Linked DNA regions of Mus musculus: region 1 is linked to region 2. Evidence: chromatin contacts called from public Hi-C data. All regions are on one chromosome and are shown on one strand. The core of a region is the stretch at or near the end of the contact, and the rest is flanking DNA. Distances in the headings are between cores, read along the strand shown.

Region 1 (2,700 bases), core at 93-2,592, 170 kb before region 2:
AACTTGGTGCTGGAGGAGCTGAGAGTTCTACATCTTCATCAGAAGGCAGTAGAAGAGACTGTCTTCCTCAGGCAGCCAGGGGAGACTCTGTTGTGCACTGGGTGTAGCTTGAACTTATTTATGAGACCTCAAAGACTGTCTATACTGTGACACACTTCCACCAGCAAGGCCACACCCACTCCAACAAGGCCACACCTTTTTTTTTTTTTTTTTTTTTTTTTTGAGACAGATTTCTCTGTATAAACCCTGGCTGTCCTGGAACTCACTCTGTAGACCAGGCTGGTCTTGAACTCAGAAATCTGCCTGCCTTTGCCTCCTAAGTGCTAGGATTAAAGTCGTGTGCCACCACTGCCTGGCTAAGGCCATACCTCTCTTTTTTTTAATTTTTATTTTATATATATATATATATATATATATATATATATATGACGAATAAACTGTAGCCATCTTTAGACACACCAGAAGAGGGCATCAGATCCCTTTACAGATGGTTGTGAGCCACCATGTAGTTGCTGGGAATTGAATTCAGGACCTCTGGAAGAACAGTCAGTGCTCTTAACCGCTGAGCCATCTCTCCAGCCCAAGGCCATACCTCTTAATAGTGCCAATCTCTTGGCCAAATATTGAAACACATGAATCTATGGATCCAAACCTCTTCAAACCACCACAATGAGGAACTGTATTACAGGGTCACAGCAGTAGGGAGGTTGAGAGCCTCTGCATTATACCATGAGGAAATATAACTAATGCAGGTAGACACTGCATTACTCATTTTACACTGAAGAAGGGGTAGCACAGACAGGGCTAGTAACCTGCCCAGTGCCACACAGCCAGTCAGCAATCCCCCAACTGAAACAGAAAGGACAAGCCATTCCACCTCTACAGGTGTGCAAGGAGATCTGTGAGGGAGGCCCAGCACTGGCTGGGAATCGGAACAAGGCCATGAGATGTTCAGGTGGCATCCTAATGCGCCCTAGGCTGCCTGAGCTAAGTCAGCTCTGGTAGTTATAGCCTGCCCTCCTCTCTGTTCCCGAGACAAAACATTCCTTCTGGGTGCAAACAGTTGCAATACAGCACCAATTTCCCTGGAATACTGAGGCCAGTTCTTTCTTTTGCATAGAAAGGCATTCACTCCTCAGACCACGCTGATCCCATGACAAACAGAAGCTTCTGGCCAGTGACTATCGGCTGCTAGCAACTGGAGCAGGGCTTTGCATATTTTCTCAGCTACCTCTGCTTCATGCAGAGGAGGCTAAGTGGTTGAGCAGTCTCATCAACGCAGAAGAAAACAGTGAGGTTGGGCCTGGATCTTACTCAACTGTGTCCTGAGCTGGAGCGCTTGAGCCTGACTCCTGGTTCACTGCTGCCCTCTCCTGGGCTTTTGGCAGCACTGCCTGACTGCAAAGAGTACTGCAGTTTTGATTTGGTTGGCTGGTTTGGAGTTTATTGTTATTACTGTTATGGTTTTTTTTAGATACTCACATCATTTCCCCTTCCCTTTTCTCACTCCAAACCCTCCCGTATACCACCTCTTGCTCTCTTTCAAATGTGTGGTCTTTTTTTTTTTTTCATTAATTGCTGTAACACTCATGCATGCATATAGGAACTGAGTTTTACTCAGGCCTCTCAAACTGCAGAGACCAGGGACAGCATTTCCATCAAATGGAAGATGGGGCAGGCAGAGGCAGAAGGGAGGCATTTCTTGTTCTCCAATCTACTACAGGGCCTCTCAAAATTGCACATATTATAAAATTGTACATGTGTATAAAAATCGTATAGGAAATGAGAATGTAGCTCAGAGATAGACGACCTGGCATGTACCCCCAGGCCATTCTCCTTTACAAATAGTCAGGATTAAAGGTGGCCACTTCTCAAGAATTCTTCTGTGTATCGAGGACTCCATACAAAACAAAACACTTCTTTTATTGCTATAAACACTCATCTATCCACTAACCAAATTCAATCGTGTAACCCGACTTCTCACCCCAGCAGGTCCCTCTGGTTCTCTCTACTTGGCTTTCTGGGTGTCTTCTTACTTTGGAGAATCAGATACCTTTTTAGGTAAGAACGTAGGCAGGCAGGCAGGCAGATGGATAATGTATGATAGGTAAGAGGGTACACAGATGATAGGTAGGTTAAGTAGGCACGTACATAGATAAATAATAATTAGATAGATAGGTCGGACAATAGATAGATAAATAGATGATAGGTAGGTGGATAGGTAGATGATAGGTAAGTAGGTAGATAAATAACTGATATGTAGTTGGGTGGATACATACATGCTTACATACATACATACATACATACATACATACTAGATGACGGACAGTGTGGTGATCTGAATGAGAACCACCCACCATGGACTCGGATGTTTGAACACTCGGTCCCCGGTTAGTACGGTTTAGGTGTGGCCCTAGTGGAGGAAGTCTGTCACTACGGTGGGCTAAAAGGTTTCAAAGCCACACACCATTACCAATTCCCTGTCTCTGCCTTGTGCTTGTGAGCCATTAGCTTCTGCTCCAGCCACCATGGCTGCCGCCTGCTGCCGCCCCTCCATCCTGGACTCTTTCTTACCCCTCTGCAACTGTAAGCCCAAATGAATTCTTCATCTACAAGTTGCTGTTCTCATGGTGTCTTATCATAACAAACAGAAAAGTGACTGATACAGATAAATCAGATGGGCAGGTAGCTAGATAGACA
Region 2 (2,890 bases), core at 322-2,821:
GGGTGGGGGAGGAAGAGATGCAGGAAACCAGGGAGGGAGGGGGGAAACCCGGAGTGAGGTAGTGCTTTAGGATTGGAGGTAAAACTATAAAGGGGGAGTTAGGGAGTGGGAGACAATATATATGGGGGGAAATGAAGAAAAGAGATGAACTGAAAAGATCAGGGGTTCTTGATCTTGGAACAGGCCTTCTATTCCAAAAGGTTCCATATTGTGGAGCAGAACACACACATTATGTTTTTAAGGGTGGCTGGAAACTCTGGCATAGAAAGAGTTGTGTGCTTCTCTGGTGCTGGTTACAGAATCATCTCTTTTCTTCATCTTCAGTGAAGATGAAATACTAACCTATGGTCTTCCAGGGTATGCTGGATTTTACAATTCAACTTACTGTTTTTTAGGGTTTTTTTTTTTTTTTTTTTTTTTTTTGAGACAGGAGTCTAAGTAGCCCAGGCTGACTTCAAATTCATCGTCTTCCTGCCTCTGCCTGCAAAATGCCGGGATTACAGGTGTGCACCACTAAGCCTCACTGGTTTTATTTTAGTGTGAGACTTAGAGAATTATATATTGATTCTCTCAGCTCGTCCGCACTAGCCTACTTTATAAAATGCCCGTCTTTGCTGGTTACGGCATGCCTCTATTGATCAGTGTGCTACCAGTCCTCAAGACTGCCAAACATAAACAATTCAGGAATAAAATCTGCTTTTTGTTTTTAAAGATGAGGTCAGCTGTGGTCGACCATTCTTTATGGCTCTCCGGAGTTGCTTGGGGATGAAAGGAATTACTGGGTTAGAAAAACAACCAAGACAGTGGTTTCAAGATGGAAGACAGAAGAGAGAGCTAATTATTAGGGTTTTGTTTGTTTTGGTGGAGGTAAGAACGTGGTTTAGTTACAAGTTAGTATCTTAGACCACCGCCTGCAGCATCACCTAGAAACTTCCTGGAAATGCAAATTTCGAAGCCACACTTCAGTTTCAGCACCGCTGGGGGTGGTACCCAGTTTTAATGATGCCCCCCTGGGCAAGACTGCCCGGCCTAAGTGCTATGTGTTTATTGACACGCGGCCTTTTGACTCACAGCCTAAGTGCCCATCCAGCAGGCATTCCTTGGGGGGTACACTTGAGAAATACAGAATAGCAGGTTGCCCCCAAACCCGCTCTATCAGAACACACGCCCCAGAGAAATCAAGCCTGGTGTGTCTTCTCCCGCGTCAGCATAAGCAAGGAGGCTCTCTTTCCCCAGCGAGTTCGGAAGCCTGACGGCCCAATTGGATACGCCGCGAAATTGCTTTAAAGCGGGTTACCCACTGAGCCGGGTACACTGCACCCCTCTCGCTGTCACCCCACAGCTACTGCAGGGCTTGGGGTCCTGCAGGGTAGAAAGGAGGCTCTGAAGGGGAGAGCCTGCGAGCGTCGAGCATCCTAGGCGGCCCCCCCGGAGCAGGTGTGTGGGGAAGGGTCTGCGGCTCGGCGCCCCGGGGCGCGCGGGCGGAGCCGGGGGTCGGGCGGGGAGGGGCCGGCGCGCGGGGCGGGCGGCTGCGCGGCTCCCGCCCCCGGCCCGCCCCTCCGCGGCGCCATTTTGCAGGCGGCTGCCGCGGGGACCCAAGGCGGCGGCAGGCACTGCGGCGCGAGCGGTGCGATCGGCGGGACGCGAGCCCAGCGAGCTGCAGGCAGGTGAGAGCCGGGCCGCCGCGCCCCACGCCCCACGCCGGGTCCGCGGCAGCACCTGCCGGCAGCCCCGGTTGCTCGCCGAGCCCACGAGGCCGGCCCGCGCGGCCCCCGCGCGCTGTCACCCACCCGCGGCGCGGCCTGCGCCCCCACGCCGGCTCGCGCGGCCCGGCGGCCCCGGCTGCAGTGTCAGGCCGTGCGTCCCCGGCGCTCACTGCCGCCCCGCCGGGTGCCCCCGGGACAGCCACCGTGGGCTCGCCGTGCTGCGTGGCTTGCTGCGCGCCCCTCCCCAGGTGGTGCGCCCCGCATCCCCGCGCCCGGGGATTCAGGGTCAGCCCGAGGGGCGGGGGATGGCGGTGCTGTTTCCAGTCTGGCTTCCTTCCCTCTTTGCGGAAGGCGACACGGAGTAATTTTAGATGCCGCTGCACCAACCTTGCGACCTTTCACGCTGGCCTGCCCCGCAGGGGTCCGGGGTCGCCTTGTTGCCTGCGCTCTTGACCGAGAAATTGACATTGGAGTGTGATAACTTGAAGGTGAAGAATTGTCTTCATCGTTTGGCCGGAGATGTCCCATTAGATGTGTAGCCTATGGGAACTCGGCCTTCATTCCGGATGAGGGGCTTTAAGCGGGTCTGATGGGAAACTCCTGATTTTCAGCGCAAGGGGTGAGGGCAAGTGCACAGGGAAGAAAGTTAGCTTTTTGAAGGCTACTTGGGGTTGGGGCATTTGTAGTAGCTGTTAGTCTGCTTTTTGCGGTGCTGGGAGACCGGATGATGGCGAAGATGCTATCCCTTCTGACGCTTGGGTCCTCTGAACTAAGGCGGCCAGGGATGTGAGGATCTGGTATCTGAGTCCTGAGACAGCCTGGTTTGAGCTGTCATTAACTGGCCATGTGACTTCCCTTAGGCAGTTTTCTCCTTTCTGAAGGCTAGGCTAGGTGGCTGAAATTTTTCTGTTTTTTGTTTGAGTGCTATTGGGCTGAGGCCTCACCTGCTCCGTTTCTCTCATCTGCCCTTTCATCTTGTGTGACTTTGCTGGCCTGCTCCTTTAAGGTGTTTGACTCTGGTGAAGTTTGTGAGAGGCCTTCTTCACCTCTTAGAAGTTCAGGATTCTCTGCTGGGTTATAGTTGACCTTATCAGGGTCACTTTAGAACTACTCTCTATGCTTAGCTCATCCAAAAGTTAATAGCTTTGGGCAGTTGAGGCTGTCCACCGTGTTAGCACTCATGA

Evidence for each region. A called contact is a pair of places that touch in the nucleus more often than the background predicts.
Region 1: a Hi-C map of pro-B cells shows a contact between it and region 2, with 5 times the contacts expected there. The contact joins the enhancer-like site here to the promoter of Slc23a2 in region 2. A contact is called at or near these places in 2 of 484 Hi-C or Micro-C datasets (B cells and pro-B cells) and 2 of 9 other capture datasets (adipose tissue and pancreatic islet).

Annotation. Positions count from the first base shown.
Region 1 is chr2:132,314,868-132,317,567 of GRCm38.p6, reverse strand. No RefSeq gene overlaps it. Among named protein-coding and RNA genes, the nearest start is that of Gm46766, 53 kb to the right of the region's middle. Within about 2 kb of position 1,342, at least 30 of the 459 cell types and tissues checked have an H3K27ac peak or open chromatin away from gene starts, as enhancers often do. A contact at or near this core is called in B cells and pro-B cells, where this site is marked.
Region 2 is chr2:132,143,789-132,146,678 of GRCm38.p6, reverse strand. It overlaps Slc23a2 (solute carrier family 23 (nucleobase transporters), member 2), which reads left to right and starts at 1,571. Exons shown (of 16, transcript NM_018824.2): 1 at 1,571-1,667. Gm14051 (a long non-coding RNA gene) reads right to left here. Exons shown (of 3, transcript XR_866753.3): 1 at 2,094-2,890.